Linked DNA regions of Sus scrofa: region 1 is linked to region 2. A link is a contact called in public Hi-C data. All regions are on one chromosome and are shown on one strand. The core of a region is the stretch at or near the end of the contact, and the rest is flanking DNA. Distances in the headings are between cores, read along the strand shown. Region 1 has its middle 27 kb from the start of NRROS. Region 2 has its middle 36 kb from the start of NRROS.

Region 1 (6,098 bases), core at 1,715-4,214, 63 kb after region 2:
AGTTCCTGGGCCAGGGATCAGAACTGAGTGGCAGTTGTGACCCAAGCCACAGCCTGCAGGGCTAGAATTTGTGCCCCAGTGCTTCCAAGATGCTGCCAATTCCATGGCACTACAGAAGGAACTCCATTGGCTGGAAAATATTTTTATGTTTTATCTTTTAATTTCAATTTTTATTTTTACTTTTGCACCAAATCTTTTATTTTTATTTTTTACCTCTATTAATTTTATTACATTTATAGTTGTACAATGATCTTCACAACCCAATTTTATAGCATTTCCATCCCAAACCCCCAGCCCAATCCCCCACCCCCCAACCTGTCTCCTTTGGAAACCATAAGTTTTTCAAAGTCTGTGAGTCAGTATGTGTTCTGCAAAGAAGTTCACTGTATCCTTTTTTTAGATTCCACATATAAGTGGCATTTTATGTTGGTGTCTCGCCATCTGACTGACTTCACCTAGCACAATCATTTCTAGGTCCATCCATGTTGCTAAAAATGCCAGTATTCCTTTCCTTTCTATGGCTGAGTAATATCCCATCTTCTTGATCCACTCCTCTGTTAATGGACATTTAGGTTGCTTCCATGTCTTGGCTATTGTATAGAGTGCTGCAATGAACACTGGAGTACATGTATCTTTTCAAGTCATGGCTTTTCTGGATAGGTGCCCAGAAGTAGGACTGCTGGATCAAATGGTAATTCTGTTTTAGTTTTCTGAGGAATCTCCATACTGTTTTCCACAGTGGTTGCACCAATTTACACTCCAACAGTGTAAGAGGGTTCCCTTTTCTCCAAACTCTCTTCAGCATTTATCGTTTGTAGACCTTTTGATGATGGCCATTCTGGCTGGTGTAAGGTTGTAAAGTGGTACCTCATAGTAGTTTTGATGTGCATTTCTCTAATAATGAGTGATGATGAACATCTTTTCATGTGTGTTTTGGCCATCTGTATGTCTTCTTTGGAGAATTGTCTGTTTAGATCCTCTGCCCATTTTTTTGATGGGATTGTTTGTTTTTTTGGTTTGAGCTGCAGGAGGTATTTACGCATTTTGGAGATTAATCCCTTGTCAGTCGATTCAATTGCAAAGATTTTCTCCCAGTCTGTGGGTTGTCTTCGTTTTGTTTAGGGCTTCCTTTGCTGTGCAGAAACTTTTAAGTTTAATTAGGTCCTATTTGTTTATTTTTGTTTTTATTGTCATTACTCTAGGAAGTAGATCTGAGAAGATATTGCTGTGGTTTATGTCAGAGAGTGTTTGGCCTATGTTTTCCTTTAAGGGTTTTATAGTATCCAGTCTTATATTTAGGTCTTTAATCCATTTTGAGTTTATTTTTGTGTATGGTGTTAGGGAGTGTTCTAATTTCATTCTTTTACATGTGGCTGTCCAGTTTTCCCAGCAGCAATTATTGAAGGGACTGTTTTTTCTCCATCATATATTCTTGCCTCTTTTGTCTTATATTAGTTGACTCTAGGTCTGTGGGTTTAATTCTGGGCTTTCTATCCTGTTCCACTGATCTATATTTCTGTCTTTGTGCCAGTACCATGTGATTTTGATGACTGTAGCTTTGTAGTATAGTCTGAAGTCAGGGAGCCTGATTCCTCCAGCTCCATTTTTCTTTCTCAAGATGGCTTTGGCTATTCTGAGTCCTTTGTATCTCCAAAAAAAACTTTAAAATATTTTGTTCTAGTTCTGTAAAAAACATCCTTGGTAATTTGATGGGGATTGCATTGAATTTGTAGATTGCCTTGGGTAGTATAGTCATTTTGACAATACTGATTCTTCTAATCCAAGAGCATGGCATGTCTTTCCATCTGTTTGTGTCATCTTTGATTTCGTTCATCAGCATCTTATTAGTTTTCAGAGTATAGGTCTTTTGTTTCTTTAGGTAGGTTTATTCCTAGGTATTTTATTCTTTTTGATGAGATGGTAAATGAGATTGTTTCCTTAATTTCTCTTTCTGATCCTTTGTTGTTAGCATATAGAAATACAGTCGAGGGAGTTCCCGTTGTGGCGCAGTGGTTAATGAATCCGACTAGGAACCATGAGGTTGCGGGTTCGGTCCCTGCCCTTGCTCAGTGGGTTAACGATCCGGCATTGCCGTGAGCTGTGGTGTACGTTGCAGACGAGGCTCAGATCCCGCGTTGCTGTGGCTCTGGCATAGGCCAATGGCTACAGCTCCAATTCGACCCCTAGCCTGGGAACCTCCATATGCCGCTGGAGCGGCCCAAGAAATAGCAAAAAGACAAAAAAAAAAGAAAAAAGAAAAAAGAAATACAGTCGATTTCTGTGTATTAATTTTGTATCCTGCAAAGTTACCAAATTCATTGATGAGTATTTTTATGTTTAAAAGGTGTATACTGATGTTCTTAGGGGAAGAATGTCATGATGTCTTTAAATATACTTTTAGATATTTTTGCAAAAATTAACAAAGTGAGCCAAAGGGAGGAGAAACACTTCCCAGAAGACACTGGGCACAGAGGAGGGGGCAGAGGCAGTATGTCAAGGTCACAGTAAACATCAGGGTAAACCACACACATCTCCTTGGCAAGGAAAGGGGCCACCAACGGCATTGTTCTCAGCATTTCCTTCCAGCTTAGGTCCTGGTCCAGGTGGTTTTTGGGTTTGTAAGTTTCTGAGAAGCTCATGCCTTTATCAGGACCTCTCCTGTTAAAGGGGGTGTCAGCCTGGAGATTGAGGAGAAGGGAGGCCTGGGTGGGCCAAAGGGGATGGCTGGAGGAGGCAGATTTCAACTGGACAATGGAGCTGATTCCTTGAGGAATCAGCAAGAGTCCCATCTCTGGAAGCCTCGAGCACAAGCTGGAAGACTTGGGAGAGGCAGCCTGGATGATTTCTATCGTCCCTTTCAGCTCACATGCCAGGAGCCAGGAAAAGGAGCAGTGGGGTGGAAGTGGTGAGAACAGGACAGAGCTGCAGGGAAGGAGGCCAGGGCCAGGCATAGACTGGGCTGGGCCTTGAGCTAATTCTCTGGCTTCCCTCCTAGGACATTGCTTCTCAGCACTGCTTCCTGTCTCTTGCAATCTGGAGAAGTCAATTTCCTTCAGTGGCAGATTTCATTTGATAAGAAAGGGAGGGGAGCCCCAGCCAAGCTACCATGGGGGCTTTCTTGAGCAGAAACAGGGAGCTCAGTTTTAACAGTTCCTTCCCCATCCCAACCAGTCCCCAAAGGAGGGAGGATAGGAGAGAAGCTGCAGGGCAGATTACTACAATGTTTGTCTTGAACTTTGCAAACGCTATGTGTAAAACTGGCAAAGAACAATGACTAGTGTATTTCCTAGCTCACATGAGGACAAAACAACACATTTAGCCCAAAACACTGGCCCCCAGGACCACTCTGTGCTGGGCTTAGATGGGATACAAAGATGCCTTCACAGCATTCAAAACCTTCAACTGCAGAAAAAGGTGAAAAATTAAATATAAAGAACTCACAATAATACATATTTTATTCTGAATTGCCAGGAGAAGATATGGAATCTGTGGAAACACTTAACAGACTATATGCTATATTCTTTCTTATCTACCTGGGGTAGTTTAGATGCAGTCTTAGGTGAAGGGCAGGGTAATGGTCTTGGACCAATCACCCTTTGGTGGTCTTGGCCAAACCCAGAATTCTGGGGGTAGGTCTCCCAATTTGTCTCCCTTAGCCCGAAGGAAAGAAAGACACCCCTCCTCTCACAGAGGACTGGGAGCCAAGTCCCTAGAAATAGTCCCACTAAACCCACTCTGTTCTGTCCCGACTTGTCTCTCAATAACACTGGAACTCTCAAGAATCCAATTAGTCCCAGTATCTGATGCCCATGTGCCCATGAAACAGAAACCAAAGTACTCTTGAAAAAGAAATAGTCATGACAGATGATGTTCGGAAAGCATTCTGCAGTTTATAAAAACTTTTCATATTGTCACCTGACGAGTATCTCAACTCTGTAAGGTAGTCATAGGGGGCATTTTCAATATCCATTTGCAGATGAGAAAACTGAGGCTTGAAGGTAAGTGACTTGCCCCAAACCACACAGCAGTAAAATCAAGCTTATGGCTTATGTCCTGGCCCCAAGTCCTTTCTACTACTCCACACCGCCTGTACTGTAATATGCCACAGTGGCCAAGTTGCATAAAGGCATTGTGACAGTGGGTGTGGGGAAAAGCAGGGAGAAGGTACCAGGTTCACATTCTTTGGGGATCTCCCATCACTGTGCTTGACCCCCCACCCCACGTGTTCTGCTCCCAGGAATTCCTTCCCCACACAGCATGCAGGTGTAGACCAAGTTATAGGCCAGATTGCGGGGGTGGAGTGCCCATGATCTCATCCTGTCCAGGCAGAGGATTCAGCAAGTGAGTGGGCACAGGAGGTTGTGTAAGAGACTGCCAGAGGCCTCTGATAAGGGGTGATTAGAGTCTCTAATTGAATCTAAAAATGATGCCTCTGGGGAGAGAGACAAGGAGCTAGGGAAGCCAGCCAGCTTGCTCCTCCCTCACGCTGCATCTCTTCTTCCCAGGGTGACCCTGTGTGTCAAGGAGGTGCTTACTTGGATGGACACAAAATCGGGGTGGTGGGAAAATAGAAGAAATGAAAGAATGGAAAAGGAAAGCTGGAGGAACTAGAACTTTCATGGGCAAAAGTAGAGGATAAGTAATTAGGAGAAAGGGAAAAACAAAAATCCAGGTCCTCAGAAGTATTGAGAGGACCTAGATTAGAGTTTTCTTCCCTCCAAAAGAAAAAGACCCTTGTCAGTTTTATAGAAAACATGGTGTTTGTGGCTCAACCCACCGCAAGGTGTGGGTTTGGCTCTGAGGTGGGAGGAAGAGCTAGTTAACTTTTTCCACTCTATGGGTTTCCTTCTGTGCTCTCCTCCCCACAAGGCACCCCAAAACACCCCACCTCCCCTGACAACCTGGAGTGTGCCGCTGCTGCCCCCTGCTGGGAGAACGCGGCAGGATGGGGTGTGGTGGGGAGCCAGTGCCTTTTGGGGGGTGGCCCCTTTCCACACCCAGGCCAGAAGCAGGAACTCTAAGGAGCAGGCAGCAAAACAGTATTTTAAATACATACTGACTCCAAAATTGATCTTTGCAGGAAATAGCTGAAACATCTGGCTTAGAGTCGGCATATAACTTGTTAAAAGAGGTTAAAAAAAACCCAACTATGTAGATCATTACTTTCATAACAATTAAAGTCAATAAATGACTTTTCATTTTTTTATAAAAGGAGATAAAGAAAGAGCAAGAGAGAGAGTACCCCCCTGAGACAGAAGGCTTTTGATGAGGTCTAGACTCCCTTTGGCCTATTTGAAACATATTAACTATCCTAAAGCACAGTGTTTGTGTGTTGGGGGGGGGGGATCTTCAAAGACTACCTTCAAAGAGAATAATGTTCAAAATCTTCAACTAACCTTTTCTCACCTCTTATTCCAAAGTCCGTAGACTGACCCCAACCCACCTTTCCAGCCTTGCCTCCCACTAGACTTCGTTGCACAGGCTGTGCTCCAATCAAACTGAACTCTTCACTGTTCCCAAATTCTCCCTTCTTCCTTCCCACTGTCATTTCACTGTTAATGCTTCTCTCTTATCATTCCCCCTGCTCTTCTAGCTCTATAAGTAATGTGCAAGTAATGTGCACAGATACAAAATTATGAAACAAAAACCGACAAAAATATAACAAGAACAGCTAAGCATTTTTTAAAAGCCAATTGGGAGTTCCTGTTGTGGCTCAGTGGAAATGAATCCGACTAGTACTTATGAGGTTGCGGGTTCTATCCCTGGCCTCGCTCAGTGGGTTAAGGATCCAGCATTGTCATGAGCTGTGGTGTAGGACGCAGATGCAGCTCAGATCTAGCATTGCTGTGGCTGTGGTATAGGTCAGCAGCTGTAGCTCTAATTCGACCCTAGCCTGGGGAAATTCCATATACCATACGGTGGCCCTAAAAAGCAAAAAAAAAAAAAAAGAAAAAGAAAGCAGTAACTTCTTCAAACTTCTTCATTGTGTTTTACATGTTTTGAATTTTGTACAATGTGCCTATATTTATTATCAAAAATAATAAATTAATGAAATGAGTTGCTTTTAATAAAAAAGATTAGCATATTTGAAATATAAT
Region 2 (6,419 bases), core at 1,025-3,524:
GAGGGAGGCCAGGGATCGAACACACGTTCTCATGGATGGTTCATTAACTGCTGAGCTGCAATGGGAACTCTGAAATTGTATTTTTTATTTTATTTTCATTTATTTATTTTTTGCTTCTTAGGGCTGCACTCGCAGCACATGGAGGTTTCCTGGCTAGGGGTCTAATTGGAGCAGTAGCCACCGACCTACACCACAGCCACAGCAATACAGGATCCGAGCCTCGTCTGTGACATACACCATAGCTCAGGGCAATGCCAGATCCTTAACCCACTGAGCAAGGCCAGGGATGGAACCAACAACCCTCATAGTTGAATATTGGTGGTGAGAGCCCCACTCTTCATCCTGATGTCGAGGGGAAAACCTCAATATTTAAGTGTTAATTGTGATGCTACCTATAGGCTATTTATAGATGGATAACGCTTGTTAGATTGAAAGGGTTTCTCTGTTATTGGTTTGCTTAGTGTTTTATTGCATAGTGAAGCGATTACCTGATTATTGGCCTTTAATCTTTTTTTTTTTTTTTTTTTTTTTTTTGTCTTTTGTCTTTTTAGGGCCGCACCTGCTGCATATGGAGGTTCCCAGGCTAGGGGTCAAATCAGAGCTACAGCTGCCGGCCTGCACCACAACCACGCCAGATCCGAGAGCCGTGTCTGCGACTTACACCACAGCTCCCAGCAACACTGGATCCTTAACCCACTGAATGAGACCAGGGATTGAACCCACAACCTCATGGTTCCTAGTCAGATTCGTTTCTGCTGCGTCACGACAGGAACTCTCTCCTGAAAATTTGTTGTAAAATTTACACTGATTGATTTTCAAATATTATACTAATCTTGCATTACTGCAGTAAATCTGGCATTACTGACCAAAATGTGATATTTTTTGCTGGCTTTGGTTTGCCAATACTTTGTTTAGGATATTTGTGTCCAGGTTCATGAAAGACATTGTCTAGTAATTTTATTTTTTGTAATGTAATACCGTTTTTCTTTTCCAACATCAGGATTATCTTAGCATCATAAAACAAATTGGAAAATATTTCCTTTTCCCTTACACTTTCAAAGTATTTGAATAATAACTTAAGTATTTTGAGCAGCACACTGGGGAAGCCATCAGGATTTAAAATTTACTTTGTGGGAAGATTTCAATTATAGATTCAATTTTTAGACTTATTCAGATTTTTCTTTCTTCTTATATCAGTTTTACCTGTATTTTTCAAGGAATTTGCTAATTTTATCTAACTTGCTCAATTTAGTGCACAAAGATAGTTATATCATCTAATCTTTTTAATATTGTAGGATCTGCAGCAATAGTCTTATTTTCATTCTTGATATTGATAATTTGTATCTTTTCTTGTTGATCAGTCTTGCTAGAATTTTTTTTTTTTTTTTTTTTTTTTAAGACTGCACCCAGGGTATGTGGAGTTCCCAGGCTAGGGGTCGAATCGGAGCTGCAGCTGCCGGCCTACACCACAGCCAAAGCAATGCAGGATCCAAGCTGTGTTTGCGACCTACACCACAGCTCACGGCAACGCCGGATCCTTAACCCACTGAGCAAGGCCAGGGATGGAACCTGCAACCTCATGGTTCCTAGTCGGATTCGTTAACCACTGAGCCACGACGGGAACTCCTTTCTTATGTTCTTCTTATGATTAGACTGAGATTATGGGGTTTTGGAAAGAATATCACTAGGTGATGTGTCCATCTCATCACATCATATCGAGGTCCTTAATATCTGCATGACACCCCTCGTGATGTTAAATTTGATCACTTGGTTAAAGTAATATTGGCCAGGTCTCCCCACTGTAAAGCTACTGTTTCCCCTTCTCCACATTCTCTCTCTTGGAAGTGTCACTAAGTCCAGCCCACACAAAAGCAAGGGGGATGGGAGGAGGCCAAGCTTTACCTCCTAGAGTGGGGAGCATCTATATGCATGTTTCAAGAATTCTTCTATCCTTCTCTCTTGACTCCATTTATTTATTTATTTATTTAATCATTTCTCTATATTAGTATGGATAGAGACAAAGCAAAGCCGGGAAGGGTAAAGAACCGATTTGAAAGTAAACAAGCTGTTGACTAGCAGAGATTCTGAGGGCTCAGAGGCAGGACTGAAGTGTCTTTTGGATGACTGGATCCATGATTGATTGATGTTCTGTGTCATCCAGCTTTGGGATCAAGACTAGAAAGGGCCATCGTGTTGATTTGCATTGTGTGTGGCAAGTGCATGGTTGACACAGGAACAGAAACTGCTCTCTCAGGAGCACAATAAATTAAGAAAGCTAAAGAAAATAGCTTCTATTACACATGTGCCACACCCTTTTGGTTAGTGCTTCAGTACAGCAAGGAGTTACCTCAAGCCCATGTTAACCAGAGTGGTTCAGTACTCAGCTCTGGATACTCAGGAGCATCAGGAACAGTGGAGGGTCTGGGAGATGGAAGTGAAGAAACGTAATTATAAGTGCAGTCATTGAGAAGAAAAATAGCTTTGTTCTGTATCCTCAGGGCTAAGTAGTGCCTGGCACAAGGCAGGGGTTCAATAAATATTTGCCGAATGAATGAATGTCTTCGGGCTCTGTGCCTGGTCCCTCTCATTACAGAACACTGGAGGGCATGGCACAAAAGTAAAGTATTTCTGTGCACTTGGGCTTGAAATAAGCCCCAAGCAAATGAATGAATATTCTTAAAAGTTAACAAACCTGAATGGTCTACGATGTTGAAATCATAGAGAAGATGCTGAGCTATGATTCCCTGATGAGGACGTCAGATTTGAGGATGTATGGGTGGGGTGATGAGGCGGGTTTTTTTTTTTTAAGCTCTGGTTGACTGATACCAAGAAATCCGTGGGCAGTTCTCCAGCAGAGCACCCCTTGTCATGCTCGGTAACTTCTAACCTTCCTCTTGCCCTGTGCTCCTCGGTTTCTGTCAGTTGGTTTGTGGCAGAGGGGAATTCCAGCCCATTTTAGGGGCATTAAGAGGGAGGTTCCTGACCAATATCCCTTAGGTGCATCCTGAGACCCCAATGAGAAGGGTAGATCAGAAACATACTAGTCTCAGAGGATTACTGGACCAGGAATGGATATGAGTTGGCTAAAATCTTTGCAGGCAACAAACAAACAAATCCAGGTAAGTGTTCTCACAAATCCGGAAGCTCACAGTTATAGGCACAATGAGATAAAAGTAGGTAAAAGAATTACGGTAAGCCCACTTCATCACCATCTTCGGGCCATCAGCAAACTAGTCACTTCCAAATTGCTCTGTTTCTTAACTAGGCTGACCCCCTCCATCCTTTATGATTTTAATTATTAATATTTTATTTATAAATACTTGCCTGCTTTATCCAGAGAGCTAAACAGAATGCTCCTTAGAATTATGGAATGTTGGGAGCTCCCTGCGTGGCTCAGTGGTTAACGAACCTGGCTAGTATCCATGCATCCATGAGGACACAGGTTCGATCCCTGGCCTCGCTCAGTGGGTTAAGGATCTGGTGTTGCCATGAGCTGTGGTGTAGATCACAGACGTGGCTCGGATCTGGTGTTGCTGTGGCTATGGCATAGGCCAGAAGCTGTAGCTCTGATTCGAGGCCTAGCCTGGGAACTTCCAAATGCCGCAGGTGTGGCCCTAAAAGGCAAAAAAAAAAAAAAAAAAAAAAAAAAAGAAAGAAAAAGAATTACGGAATGTTGCATTTGTAAGTCACTGAAGAGATTATCTAGTTCAACCTCCTTATTTTTGTAAGTGGAAAGGTGAAGTCCAGGAGAGAAATGCGTGCCTTAAGGGTGCATGTTGAGTTAGAAGTCAAGTCTAACCTCCCAGTTTAAGGCTCTTTGTTACCCCAGTGCTGCTCTTCTACCTTGGGCAATCTCAGAGTAGATTCTACAGCTGACCTAAGACTACCTATCAGAGCTTAGAAACTGAGTGGAGAGACTTATCATCAAATGTTAAGCTAAAACAAACAAACAAACAAACAAACAAAAACCTATGTGGCATAGAGTAGCTTGGGATTGGGAAAAAAACAGATGTCCCATGAAAGACAGAAATTGTTAGCCATTGAGGACTCAAAAGAACGGGACCATTCAGCCGGCAACCCTCCCTCCTTTGACACCAGCCTCCTCGAGAAGCTCCACTCAGTTATATCAAAGGAGGCGATTAAACACTGTTATCCAGCACCAGAGGTTAAGCAAAATCTAGAATTTAATACTGAAACCTGGTAAGACGGGAACCTAGTAGTCTGAGCGAGCAACTCAAACTTAAATTGTCCTCTGAAAATGAACAAACCTCGAGGACATGAAAGTTCAGGCACCAGTTAAATCTTAACAAACAAGCCATGGCAGTCACCATCTTGGTTACCAAGCAACAGATCACAGCTCTCGAAATTATTCGATGATTAGAACAACGAGCAAAATACGAAAATAAATAGTAAGTTCAACATTTTGCAAGGGTATACAGAGATTTACATTTATGCGGCAAAGAAATCAACATTGGAAGGATAATCCCCCCCAAAGAAGTAAAATTTGGCTATGAATTCACAAAAATATATCCAAGAAAAGCACTTAAAAATGAAAGGCAAAGGGGAAGGGGATGAGTGGGTGCAAAGTGGAGAGAGAATCAGGAAGGAAAAAGATGATACATTTAGTGATGACCCAACAGGAATTCCATGCCAGCCACCAGAGGATGAGCTTCTCACATAATTAAGTATCAGCCATATTCTTTCTTTGAAGCCTGGGAAACAAATTGTACCTATTCTCAAGATCTTAAGTGCCAAATAGGGGAGCATACTCAAGTTAACAGCTGTCAAAAAGAAAAAAAAAAAAAATCCAGTTGTTAAAAGAGTTCACCATTGGTCTGAGTAAACTAAAAAGGTAGAACAAAGAGAGATGCTCTGCCTCCTGGGGGAAATGAGGGTGTGAAGTGGGGACCCAAAAAACCCAGAGAGAGCTCAGTAGTTGTAGGAAGCTCTCCCCACCTTGAAAGCCTCAGTAAAATTACCAGTAGCCAAAAATAAACAAAGCACATTTTTGGAAAGATGGTACTTTCATTCTCTTCACAACACAGGATCACATTCCAGGGACTGACTTCAGAAATTTCTTGTTTGTAGACACATTCCTTATGCAAACAGTTCTTTCATCTCAAAATGCAACTGTCTTTACAAATTCATGTATTTGACTTTCTTCCCCTTTTAAATCTTTTTTCCTGAAATTAATTTGCCCTATTGATAACATTTGCAATGAACTATTTCATACTTTTCTACATTTCAAATTTCTACTGTTCTGCTAAGATTTTTTTTATTCCTTTAACATTTACAAAATGGGAATATCTCATTCTTTTTTTTTTTTCTTTTTTCTTTTTTTGAGGGTTGCACCCTTGGCACATGGAAGTTCCCAGGTTTAGGGGTCAAATCAGAGCTGTAGCCATAGTCGCTGGCCACAGCCACAGCAGTGTCAGATCCGAGCTTAGTCTTTGACTTACACTACAACTCACAGCAACACAGGATTCTTTAACCCACTGAGAAAGGCCAAGGATCCAACCCGAATCTTCATGGATACTACTCGGGTTCGTTACCACTGAGCCATGCGGGAACTCAGGTAATATCTCATTCTTTCCCCACTTTTGAACCCTCTTTTGTATGTGTCATTTCTTCATTCATCTATGCTCATACACATATCCAAATGGTTTTAAAGTTCATGTGAAAACTGATACTTAGGTAAAGACCTATGTCTCTTGCCTTATCTTGGGCAATTAGTTTCTCTAGATCCATTAAGTAGACTGATTCTTTTTTTTTTTTTTTTTTTTTTTTTTTGGTCTTTTTGCCTTTCTAGGGCAGCTCCCATGGCGTATGGAGGTTCCCAGGCTAGGGGTCGAATCGGAGCTGTAGCCACAGGCCTACGCCAGAGCCACAGCAACATGGGATCCGAGCCGTGTCTGCAACTTACACCACAGCTCATGGCAACGCCAGATCCTTAACCCACTGAGCAAGGCCAGGGATGGAACCCGCAACCTCATGGTTCCTAGTTGGATTCGTTAACCACTGAGCCACAACAGGAACGCCAAGAAGATAATCTAAATACCATTGGAACTTTTGGTAAAGAAGAGAGAAGTAAGAAAACATCATCTTTAGAAATGCAGCTGGATGTGGCAAAAAAATAAATTAAAAAAGAATGTAGCGTGATGCAAGCAACAAAGATGTCCCTGCCTCTGCCTTTGTCTCCACCTACCAGGCATCAATACTTGCTTGTTTTCCTAACCGTAGGAAGTGGTGTTGAGGATGCAAAGCCGACTTTCCTTTCAAGGGGAACACATATCTTTTTTGAAAATTCAAAAACTGGAGGGGGTTTCCTTTGCTCAATGACGGTTATGATCAAAGTGGAATTTTTGTTGTTATCTTTCTGTCAAAGGAAGGATGTAGTAGGATGTGAAATAGGGGCAACA

The links. A called contact is a pair of places that touch in the nucleus more often than the background predicts.
Region 1: a contact with region 2 is called in a Hi-C map of alveolar macrophages, with 4 times the contacts expected there. The contact joins two enhancer-like sites. A contact is called at or near these places in 1 of 5 promoter capture datasets (liver), 25 of 47 Hi-C or Micro-C datasets (adipose tissue, alveolar macrophages, blood and 13 more) and 2 of 2 datasets of contacts at active chromatin or transcription factors (alveolar macrophages and skeletal muscle).

Annotation. Positions count from the first base shown.
Region 1 is chr13:133,519,832-133,525,929 of Sscrofa11.1, forward strand. No RefSeq gene overlaps it. Among named protein-coding and RNA genes, the nearest start is that of NRROS, 27 kb to the left of the region's middle. Within about 2 kb of position 2,965, at least 25 of the 83 cell types and tissues checked have an H3K27ac peak or open chromatin away from gene starts, as enhancers often do. A contact at or near this core is called in alveolar macrophages, where this site is marked.
Region 2 is chr13:133,457,392-133,463,810 of Sscrofa11.1, forward strand. No RefSeq gene overlaps it. Among named protein-coding and RNA genes, the nearest start is that of NRROS, 36 kb to the right of the region's middle. Within about 2 kb of position 2,275, at least 2 of the 83 cell types and tissues checked have an H3K27ac peak or open chromatin away from gene starts, as enhancers often do. A contact at or near this core is called in alveolar macrophages, where this site is marked.